Regions from separate parts of the Mus musculus genome. Here regions 1, 3 and 4 are each linked to region 2. The links are chromatin contacts, called in public promoter capture Hi-C maps. All regions are on one chromosome and are shown on one strand. Each heading gives the region's core, a stretch centred on a gene start, on an enhancer-like site or on the middle of the called end of the contact. The rest is flanking DNA. Distances are from core to core; before and after follow the strand shown. Region 1 has its middle 63 kb from the start of Iqcm. Region 2 holds the start of Nr3c2 (nuclear receptor subfamily 3, group C, member 2). Region 3 holds the start of Tom1 (target of myb1 trafficking protein). Region 4 holds the start of Hmox1 (heme oxygenase 1).

Region 1 (2,700 bases), core at 53-2,552, 1.5 Mb before region 2:
CAGCAGATCCCATTGAGGACCAGCATATATAGGTTCCCTACAGACCCATGATTAAGGGCCTGGGGAGACCACTAGCTCCTAAAAGCACAGTCAGGGATCCCTCTCAGTGGGATCTAAGGTAGCATCGAGACCAAAGCCTTCCTTGCATGGAGGGCAGACTCATGCTGACAGAGCATTCTGGGGTCCTCTGTTTCCTTTCATTGGAGGAGGCCACAGGTCTCTGGGTCACTGTCCCAAACAGCATAGTAAGCCCATGGTGCCAGCTTCCCCAGGGGATGCAGGACACATATTATGGGGCAACAGGAAACAGCTCGGGCTCTGGCTGGTCTGGTGTTGACAGTGAGCCAAACAGAAGTCCTTCCCCGTATGGTGTGGCTTGTGTCCATGTTGCAGAAGTAAAGTTTGCAGAGATGTTCGATACCTTTGTTTGTTTTGTGGCAGGCAGTTTGTGACCTCTGAACCTAGTTTTACAACCTACCACTTGGCTATGGTCCAGTTTAAGGAGCCTGAGGCAGGAAACCTAAGGACTACCCACATGACTCTATCTCGGGGCCTGGATCTTGGGTAGATCCCATCTGGGAGTGGGCCATCAGGTCTCTTGTGGCTAAAACAGTGTCTCCCAATTCTGCAGGAAGCCTTGAACCAGGGGGCTGACTGTGTACAAGTCACTTGGGTACAGTTCATGGCTAGCATGCCAGGCAGGCTCTCTCCAGCCAGGGAGCACTGCAGTGCAGAGGCAGGTGACTGTGGCTGCCTAAAGCCAGCTAGTCTCCTGCACACCCAACTCAAGCTCCTGGCTCCACAAATGCTCCCTTCTGTGTTGTAAACTTTGTCTTCCCTCCCACGGGATGGCTGTGTTTGGAAAAGTGTCCTTTGCTATTCCCGTGATGGAAGCACGGGACTTCTCATTTCATGTTCAATACAACTGTGTTTCTCACAACAGCAGCTGAGCTGTGATTAGCTCAGGGGCTGGTTTCTGCTAGTGCTGTGCTGGTTTTGTTGAACTAAAACCCCTCTTTGGAGGAAGAATCAATAAATAACATAAAATATTAAAAAATGAAATGGCTGAGGATAAAAAATACTGTGTGGGTTTAACAGATTAGAATCTGTGGAAAGCCCTTCTGGTCAGCGCCAGCTCCAGGTCACCTTGGGTGCAAACTCAGCGGACAGTCCTGCAGTCGCAAGATGACTGTCCACACCATCTTAGGATCACTGGTGAGTGGAACACAACATCGGTTCAATCCAATCGCGCCAGGACTGAGCCAGCAGCAGGAAAACAAAAAAACCTGTCTGACCAGGGGCACAAGTCCCTTCCAGTCAGCGCCAGCTCTGGGTCACCTTGGGCAAGAACTCCAGGGAAAGTCCCACAGTCCCCAGAGGACTTTCCATGCGATCTTAGGATCACTGGTGAGTGGAACACAACATCTGTTGCAAACCAATTGTGACGGGCCTGTGACAGCAGGAGCAAGGACACGGGAGCCTTTTCTGAGGAGCAGCTTGGGCTCCTTCTGATCGGTACTGGTACACCTTGGTTTTGAACATACCAGACAGCCCCACCATCCTCAGAGGAGACACAACTTCCAGGCGCTGTAACACACCCAGGATCTTAGTATTCCAGGAACCCAGGATAATAGAGCTTGGTCACACCAGGATCTCAGGGTCTCAGAGGAAGCTTGACTGCCAAGAACTCTGACATACCCAGAATCTCATGTTCACAGGAGTCAGGAATCACAGGATCACAGAGAAAGCTGCACTCTGAGGAGTCCTGAATCAACTGGGATTATAGGAAGGAGAGCCTCCAATTAGATATATTGAGGGCAGCAAGCATTTGAGATAATCAGATGACAGGAGGCAAGCATAAGAACAGAAGCAATAGAAACCAAGGTTACTTGGCATCATCAGAACAAAACTCTGCCACCATAGAAAGTCCTGGATACACCATCACACCAGAAAAGAAAGATATTATCTAAAGTCATTTCTCATGATGATGTTGATGAGGGACTTTAAGAAGGAAATACAGGAAAACAGGTAAATAGCTAGAAGCCCTTAAAGAGGAAACACAAAATTCCCTTAAAGAGTTACAGGAAAACACAGCCAAACAGGTGAAAGAATTGAACAAAACCATTCAGGATCTAAAAATGGAAGTAGAAACAATAAAGAAATCACAAAAGGAGACAACTCTGGAGACAGAAATCCTAGGAAAGAAATCAGGAATCATAGATGTGAGCATCAACAACAGAATACAAGAGATGGAAGAGAGAATCTCAGGTGCAGAAGATTCCATAGGGAACATGGACACGACAGTCAAAGAAAATGCAAAAGGCAAAAAGCTCCTAACCCAAATCATCCAGGAAATCCAGGACACAATGAGAAGAACAAACCTAAGGATAATAGGTATAGATGAGAATGAAGATTGTCAACTTAAAGGGCCAGTAAATATCTTCAACAAAATTATAGAAGAAAACTTCCCTAACCTAAAGAAAGAGACGCCCATGAACATACAAGAAGCCTACAGAACTCCAAATAGACTGGACTAGAAAAGAAATTCCTCCCGACACATAATAATCAGAACAACAAATGCACTAAATAAGGATAGAATATTAAAAGCAATAAGGGAAAAAGGTCAAGTAACATATAAAGGTAGACCTATCAGAATTACACCAGACTTCTCACCAGAGATTATGAAAGCCAGAAGATCCT
Region 2 (2,700 bases), core at 33-2,532:
GGTCGCCAAGGGCCAGGGGACCAGATTTAGGTGTGTATATCACTGGTGCTGACTCCCAGCCAGCAGGGGAGTCCAAAGACGAGCCTCAAACCAGTCTAAAAGTCCTTAGAAATTAAAGTTAAGGAGTCCATCTTTCGGCTTAGCAAGTGCAGTGCTTGGGTGGATGGGAGGGAAATCAGGGTTGGGCGAAGGAAAGGGGTCGAAATTTCTTCGCGCAGACAAACGATCCTTAAAAAATAGTTTTAGTGTCTCCCCTCATCCAGTATACCTGCCCCAATTATGTGCACCCCTTTCACACATTATAAAGTGAATATCCTCGAGATAGTAAGCTTTCTTGCATATTGAACTAGTGGAAAAATCCAGGACTAAAGTAGTATAAGTACAGTAACAAAATTATCAGGCGCCTCAGCTCTTGACCCTGGCACTTTTTTTTTTTTTTTTGGCAGGGGGTGGGGTGGAAGGAAGGCTGTGTTTAAAGGGGTTTGGCTGCACTGAAAGCACCCGCTTTTCCTGCGTGGTTAACACAAGGAAACTGAAATCGAGTGGGAACGAGATCCTCTGTCTCTCCGACAGCGGAGATTAAGGCTGCTCGGCGGGAAGGTAACTCTGAGAACGGGAGGGGGCGGGAGCAGAGCTTCAGGGGTCCCGGGGACACCCACCCGAGCAGTCCTAGGCCTGAGGACGCTGTGGGAGGCGCCGGGTGTGCACCGCTGTGGCTCACCTGGCGCTGCAGGTGGAGAGAGCAAGGGCTCACCATCTAGGCTGCTCTAGCGTCACCATGCTTTCCCCTTCTCTCCAGATTGCTGTGGTCGCCAGGGAGGGTGGGGGGGGGGCGACAGTTGTGTAGGTGAGAAGTTTGGGGCGAAGGAGCAGAGTGGGCTAAAGGGTAGCGTGTGCAGGGGTTGCCCGGTCGGGGCCACCTCCGGGAACCAGGAGAACTCGCCGCCTCTGCGGCTTTAAGGAAGCTGCGGAGTCCAGGCTGTGTCGCAGCAACTTTGTATCAGTCATGTCGCCCGCCTGGTGACTGACAGCCCCTGTTGCCCAATGAGAAGCGCGCCTGGCCCGCACAGCGTGGAGCCTTGTTTCCCCCTTGGCCAATGGAAATGGCTCCAGCGGGCGGGACAGCGACCTGAACTTTCTGGACATGTGACCCGGTTTAAAAGGGCCGGCTTTCCACTCCCCCCTCGGGGCTTTCGCCCGCCCCCTCCTCTTGGCCCGCCCCGGCCCTGCCCCTGACCCCTCCCCTCAGCTCCTGCGCACCCGGGGTGTCATTGGGCCCGGGAGAAGAGAGCCAACTTCAGGCTGCTCAGAGGAAGCTTGTGCAAGTCACCTGGGCGCCAAGCGCTGCTGTCTTGGGCTCTCCCGCTGCAGGGAGAGCGGCACTTGCTGGCCTGGATGTGGTTGGATGTAGGGGGGCTCCGCAGCAGGGGTGTCGTGGAGGTGGCAAGCACTGCAACAGGTAGACGGCGAGAGGACGACCCTGGCCAAGGCAGGTGTGTAGGGGTGCGCAGTGGGGCGTCTCTGGTCCAGCCCGGTGTGCGACTGTGGCAAGGGTGGCTTGCACTTTGCAGGGAGAAGCCGCTGCGTAATCCGGAGGCACAGTCAGTATGGTTCTGTGTGCTTGTTGTTTTGTTTTGGTTTTTCATCCCCCACACCCTCCCCACCCCCACCCCCCCCCACCCCCGGCTGGCTGAGGACTATTTTGGGAAAGTTTGGCCACTTTGGATAAATGCCCTCTAAAGAGCGGCTTTTAACCGCCTTTGGCAGTGGGCGGTCTACCACCCTCCCCTTTCCCCAAAAATGAATTTCAGATCGTTTGGCTCTTGCAAATTTTAAAGGACGTTTGAATAATGTTTCTTTCATCTATCAATTGCGGAAGCTCCCCAGTCTGAGTGGGAGGTGTAGCCGATAAGGGCAGTTGAAGGAGCTAGATCACCATAGATCTTGTATGAACGAGGTCTGGAAAATCTTGCGTTCCCAGTTCCTTTATATTTGGGGAAACTCTAGGGGATTCTTAGGACAGGGACAGACAAGGGATGAAGCTACTTTGGGTGGCATCCTTTTCCAGATGGGTTTTAGGTACATGACTTTTCCTGCTGAATTTTTAAAAGACGAGGTTTAAATCATAATGCTTCATCATACCATCTGCTTTATTTATTTATCATATCGTAGTTCGGAAAACTTTTGCTAGCAGAAGAGTTATTAAAGCCGCTGAGTTTTAAAGACACCAAGCTGCATCTTAACATCGCGGGTCTTCACTCTGTAGGTACTGTTATTGGTGATATTTACATAGTAGTGATAACAGCATTCTCCATCTATGTAGTCCTCCCTTGGAGCTTTAATTCCACGTTTGACATCATGGCATGCTACCTACCATTTGTGTCATGAAATACTTTCGGGAGTTTAGGAGAGACTAAAGCTAAAGCAAAGCTTTTTCTTTTATGGAAAGCTTTTTCCTTAAAGGAAGAGGGCAGGTGAGAGGAGAGAGAGAGAGAGAGAGAGAGAGAGAGAGAGAGAGAGAGAGAGAGAGAGAGAGAGAGCAAGCTGATGCGGCTCATTGGGTCAAGCCAGTGAGCAGAACTCATGTGTGCTTGGCTCTAACTGGTTCTCCCACTCTCTTAGGTGACCTTGGCAGGTTTATCCTTCATCTATAAGAGGGGAAGGTAACAGTCTTGAAGAGCAGAGCAACTCAAACTAGTT
Region 3 (2,778 bases), core at 228-2,727, 1.9 Mb before region 2:
ACAAGTGCATATACCCACACAGAGGTACACACACACACACAAACACAAAATTTAAAAATTTTAAAACCAAATCCTGAAATAAAGGTCAAGTTACCATGTTCCTATCTATCCTGGGCCATGCAGCCCTTGGGTCTCAGGTTGAACACACCTTATATGTAAAGGCTCTCAAATATCATTTGCATGTATTATAAAAGGAGAGAATATGATAGTTGTGGCATAGCAAATGAAACCATTTAAAATATTGCTATTGGCCTAAATCAAAAAGTATCCATCAATCTTTTGTCAGAGTTGCATGAAAATTCTATGCCAAAAAACAGACAGTTCATATCCCAGGAGCTTTCCAGAGTCTTGTCTATTTTAAATAAAAAAAAAATGTGATGTCACCTCCTTGTCTCTGAGTCAACAGCCACATGGCCTGAAGTGAATATGTGCTAATACTGTGAACATTGAAATATGGAAATTTGACCTTTCATGGTTAAGGAAAAAGTTAATGGAAAAACAAAATGTTAAAAGTCATAAGTAGCAAAAAAAAAATAATAATAATAATAAGGCTGCATGCTATGATGCACATACTTCTCCAATTCCAACACCCCAGGGATCTGAGTTTGAGGCCAGACAAGGGATATTGTCAAAAAAAAAGGGGGGGTGGGGGGGACTGCAGCACCGGGTTTCAGTGTGGCAAAGTCCTAGGTATGAGCCCTGCCAAAATGGAGGAGGAAGTGTGATGGCCCACAGTACTTGTTTAATCTCAGATTAAATGTGGTGAGAGAATCGATTCCTCCACGTTTTCTTCTGACCTCTCTGTATGCACCATGGAACACACACATATAGAGTTAAAAAAAAATTTAAAAGTTTAAAACATAATGCCTTACAAAGATACAGCAAGGAGGAAGCAACCATTACGGAATGCCTTATGAGTGATTTTCATGTCACCTCAATACTCTGAAAGCATTACATTATGGATATTTACAGCTGAGGGGAACAGATAAGGAAAAAGCACTTTTCCGGTTTGCCAGGTGAGAGCCAAGGCAGATGAGGTGGCTTATGAGGTGAAAGCATTTGCCACAGGACAGGCAGTTCATTCTCTGTCTCAAGAGAGCAAAAACCCAGGCCCTTGCCTCCTCTGGCTCTTGGAGCGGGGAGACATCAAATGGAAATTTCGAGTCCGACTTGGGCAAGGAGGCTGTCATCCTCAGGGCTTGGTCCCCAGGACTAAAGGCTAAGACACTAATACTAATACCTGTCTGAGTATGCGTAACCTGACCCAGGTCTTTCCCTGGCCAGAGACCCAGTTTCAGGATGTCAAGACTTCCAGGCTCCACAGTGGCGCGCACTGAAGCTTCAGGGGCGTGGCTTAGAAGCCGGCCCTCCCAGGCCCCGCCCTGGTGTGGCGTCAGCCACGGCCCAGGGGCAGCCTAGTAGGGGGCGGGGCCTCGTGGCTGCGCTCCAGAGCCCCCGCCTGCCGGCACCACCCCGCGGGCTGGCCAACGGGTCACGTGGCGGGTCGGCGGCGCCGGCGGTTGCTGTCACCTGATTCTGGGAGCTGGTGGCAGCGGTAGCCGCGGCAATGGACTTTCTCCTGGGAAATCCGTTCAGCTCTCCGGTGGGACAACGGATCGGTGAGTCCCCGGAGCCGCGCGCAGTCCCGCCCCTGTGTGCCGCTCTGGCCTTGGCCCTGGGACCTGTCGGAGTCCGCAGTCTGGCAGACAGGAGGGAGGCTAGGCGGTGAGGCTGGCGCGGCGCTCTGGGCTCCGCCCACCCTATGACCCACCTGATTGACAAGAACACGGGCCAATCGGAAGTCTTATATGGGGATTGATGCTTGATGTAGCCAATAGGCAGTGGAAGGAGGCGGTCCTGGGCGGATGTGGTTCAGCCAATGTGTGCGTGCTGGGGTCCGAGTAGAGGGAGAAAGTTTGGGTTAAAGGGACTGCTGTGATGAGAAGGCGTTGGGCCGCGCCACCACCGGGCGCGCGCAGACTAAGAGCCCCTCCCGGGCTGGCGGCGTCTTGATCATTCGCCGCGTCACCGACTCTTCACATTCCGAGACGCCGGGGTGTCTAGGTTCGGCCGCGCCTCTGTCCCCATGGTCGGGAGTCTCGGGTTTATGTGACGTCGCCCCCGTGATGGTCCTCGCCCATAGTTAAAGGGTCATGGCCCAGCCTTCCTGGACTTGTTTGATCATTAAATGCATTAATAAGATAGCACTGAGGATGTTTCCTGGCACATGGCTAACGCCTGTCATTGTCAACGTGTTACCACCTACTGGGGCTGGAGCCCATGGGAAGGTGCCGGCTCCCAGCACCTACTCTCGGGCAAAGGCCAGGCGGCGACGTTTCCCCAGGAATGGGTGGTCTGGGCGTGACATCCATACCCCCTTACCTGAAGGGTCCCGACGGCATTGTGAAATTGGGAAGGCCGAATCTGAAAGCTAAGGCTTCCCCTGAAACTGTTAACCCAGCTCTGTGTTGTAACCAACACTGCAGCTGTTAGTAGCTCTTTTGAGGTTCTCATCAGTTCTCTGCAAGGGAGCTCTGATGCCTGAAGCCCAGGTGCTTCACCATAAATCGTTGTTTGAGACCTGGAAAGAGAAGGCAGTCTTCTTCGCAGATTTCCTATGTAAAACAGGCAAATTAGTCTGGCCTTCAAAGCCAGCCTCAAAGTCCTGAGACTTTTTGGATAAAGTCTTTTGGGTTCAGTCTTTTAAACTGCCTGTCAGTTCAAAGCTCAGCATCTCTCCTGCCCTGAAAGTTGCCTGCCTTGGGCAAGAAATACTTC
Region 4 (2,733 bases), core at 54-2,553, 1.8 Mb before region 2:
TGTGAGCATGGGCAGCTCACTACCACCTTAATTCCCAGTTCTAGGGGATCCAATGCCCTTTTCTGGCCTTCTCAGGCACCTATATGCACCCAGCATGAATGCATGCATACATATACATGGGCCTATACACACACATAAAATAAATAATATTCTTTTCATTGTTGTCTTCTCCAGACAGGGTTTCTCTGTGTAACCTCTGCTGTCCTGGAACTCACTCTGTAGACCACACTGGTTCCAAACTCACAGAGATCTGCCAGCCTCTGCCTCCTAGGTGCTAGAATTAAAGGAATGTGCCATCACTACCCAGAAAATAGTAAATACTTTTTAAAGAAATATTTTAAGAAGTAAATACTTTTAACAACAACAAAAGAGGACATACAAAACTATGGAGGCTTTGAAGAACCACCCAGTATGTCTGTGTCATGTCTGTTCTGTACTGAAGAGTCCAGCTCATCAGGAATTCAGAAGGTGAATTCCAAGCCTTACCCTGCTAAGCAGCAGTGGGTATCTGTGGTGATAGATGTGTCAGAGCTATGTGTCCTGACTTCACAGTCTTCTGTACCTGGGCATCAGGAAGTCATGGTGTGGACCAGGTTCTAGGAGAGCGCCGAGAAGGCAGCCAAACACTCGGGTGCTGCACTCCATGAGACCCTGGGCAGAACACTTCAACCTCCAGCTCAGATTCCCCACCTGTAAAACTGGAGCCATCTATGTCCCCACCATGATATATAGGGATAAACCATGGAAAAGTTAATCAAGGCAAGTGTCAGCAAACCAAGCAGAACTGTGAACATAAAGGATTGAAAAAACCAGCTATCCTAAGAGTTCCGGGAAGGTAGACTCAGGTAGTGTGGGTCAATCCCTGGGTTTGCCCACCAGCATCTCACATTTAGGATCGTCTTATAGTTCTGAAACCTTCAAGATTCCTGAAGGGCTACTCCCGTCTTCCTGTCACTGAGTAGAGTAGAGGGTTCTGGAAAGGACCCAAATTCTGCCAAGAGGCAACTCATTCAGATCTCTTCTCTTCTCTTCTCTTCTCTTCTCTTCTCTTCTCTTCTCTTCTCTTCTCTTCTCTTCTCTTCTCTTCTCTTCTCTTCTCTTCTCTTCTCTTCTCTTCTCTTCTCTTTTTTTTCTCTCTCTCTCCCTTTTTTTTGTAACAGACTTGCCAGAGTCATATGATTTATCCCCTTACAGGCAGGGCCCGCCTCCGGGCTGGATGTTGCAACAGCAGCGAGAACGCCGGCTCAGCTGGGCGGCCACCACGTGACCCGCGTACTTAAAGGGCTGGCGCGGGCAGCTGCTCGCTCACGGTCTCCAGTCGCCTCCAGAGTTTCCGCATACAACCAGTGAGTGGAGCCTGCCCGCGCAGAGCCGTCTCGAGCATAGCCCGGAGCCTGAATCGAGCAGAACCAGCCTGAACTAGCCCAGTCCGGTGATGGAGCGTCCACAGCCCGACAGGCAAGCGACTGTGTGGGGAAGGGAGCTGTGACCGGTGTCCCTTATCCTGCCTGGGAATGCAGGCTGCGGGGCCAGGGGACGAGTTACCGCCCAGTCTACCTGTAGCTATGGGAAGCTGGAGGGAGAAAATGTGATTCACTCCTCTGACACGCTGGAGGTGACGATTGGGAGTGTCTTGTAGTATCCAGGTTTGAGGGATGGTGAACGCACTGCTAAGTCCTGGAACCCGTACTCACTATTCTTGGGGTTGGGGGTTGGGGAGCTTGTCTTTTGCTGGCGCGGAGTGGTCACTTATCAATTTCCAACCTCAGACGATTTGTAAGATGCAGGGAGGCCAGTAGCAGAACTAGAGGGTGCTGAGGTTGGGGTGTTTTTTGTTTGGGGGTGTGTGGGGAGAGGAGGGGTTTTTGTGTGTTTTGTTTTGGAGACAGGGTCTATGTAGTCCTGGAACTCTGGAACTCCCTAGTAGATCAAGTTGGCCTTGAACTCCAGTTCGCTTCACTTTGCTTCCTGAGATTGAACGTGCTCCACCACCATGCTTGGCTTCTCCTCCTCCTCCTCCTCCTCCTCCTCCTCCTCCTCCTCCTCCTCCTCCTCCTTCTCCTCCTCCTCCTCCTTCTCCTCTTTGACTTTTGAGACAGAGTTCCTCTTTGTAGCCCTGGATGTCTTGGAATTCACTCTGTAGATCCGGCTGGCCTAGAACTCAGAGATCTGTCTGCTTCTGCCTCCCTAGTGCTGACATTAGAGGCATGTGCCATTCCACCCAGCTCTTTTTTTTTTTTTTTTTAATAAACCCAATCATACTTTTTTTAAAAAAAAGTTTTTTTTTAAAATATTTATGTATTTATTTATTTATTTATTTAATGTATATGAGTACACTATAGCTGTCATCAGACACAGCAGATGAAGGTGTCAGAACCCACCATGTGGTTGCTGGGAATTGAACACAGGACCTTTAGAAGAGCAGTCAGTGCTCTTGACCGCTGAGCCACCTCTCCAGCCCACCAACCTTATTTTTATATTTTTATTTAAAGTGTCTCATTACATTTTATTTATTGTGCATGTAGAGTGACACATTAAACATGTGAAGGTCAGAGGACTTGAAAGGAGTCATTTCTCAGACCACCATGTGGGTTCCAAGAAAGATTGGCTTATCAGGCATGGTGGCAAGTGCTTTTCCTGGCTGAGCCTCCTTCCAGTGTTTAATCCTCATCCCTGACTTTAGCAGTAAGGATTGAATTTAGTACTTCAGACATTCTAGGCAAGCACTGTACC

The links. Promoter capture Hi-C pulls out the DNA fragments that hold promoters and counts their contacts.
Region 1: a contact with region 2 is called in a promoter capture Hi-C map of liver, with 4 times the contacts expected there. The contact joins the enhancer-like site here to the promoter of Nr3c2 in region 2. A contact is called at or near these places in 4 of 39 promoter capture datasets (hippocampal neurons, liver and stem cell-derived epiblast-like cells) and 3 of 115 datasets of contacts at active chromatin or transcription factors (embryonic forebrain, embryonic hindbrain and forebrain).
Region 3: a contact with region 2 is called in a promoter capture Hi-C map of liver, with 6 times the contacts expected there. The contact joins the promoter of Tom1 here to the promoter of Nr3c2 in region 2. A contact is called at or near these places in 3 of 39 promoter capture datasets (hippocampal neurons and liver) and 3 of 115 datasets of contacts at active chromatin or transcription factors (astrocytes, fibro-adipogenic progenitors and pro-B cells).
Region 4: a promoter capture Hi-C map of hippocampal neurons shows a contact between it and region 2, with 5 times the contacts expected there. The contact joins the promoter of Hmox1 here to the promoter of Nr3c2 in region 2. A contact is called at or near these places in 3 of 39 promoter capture datasets (hippocampal neurons and liver), 1 of 484 Hi-C or Micro-C datasets (hematopoietic stem and progenitor cells), 2 of 115 datasets of contacts at active chromatin or transcription factors (astrocytes and embryonic stem cells) and 1 of 9 other capture datasets (embryonic stem cells).

Annotation. Positions count from the first base shown.
Region 1 is chr8:75,384,614-75,387,313 of GRCm38.p6, forward strand. It overlaps the pseudogene Umpk-ps. Among named protein-coding and RNA genes, the nearest start is that of Iqcm, 63 kb to the right of the region's middle. Within about 2 kb of position 1,303, at least 4 of the 459 cell types and tissues checked have an H3K27ac peak or open chromatin away from gene starts, as enhancers often do. A contact at or near this core is called in liver, where this site is marked.
Region 2 is chr8:76,901,048-76,903,747 of GRCm38.p6, forward strand. It overlaps Nr3c2 (nuclear receptor subfamily 3, group C, member 2), which reads left to right and starts at 1,283. Exons shown (of 9, transcript NM_001083906.2): 1 at 1,283-1,493.
Region 3 is chr8:75,032,209-75,034,986 of GRCm38.p6, forward strand. It overlaps Tom1 (target of myb1 trafficking protein), which reads left to right and starts at 1,478. Exons shown (of 15, transcript NM_011622.3): 1 at 1,478-1,619. The coding sequence starts at 1,568.
Region 4 is chr8:75,092,315-75,095,047 of GRCm38.p6, forward strand. It overlaps Hmox1 (heme oxygenase 1), which reads left to right and starts at 1,304. Exons shown (of 5, transcript NM_010442.2): 1 at 1,304-1,458. The coding sequence starts at 1,436.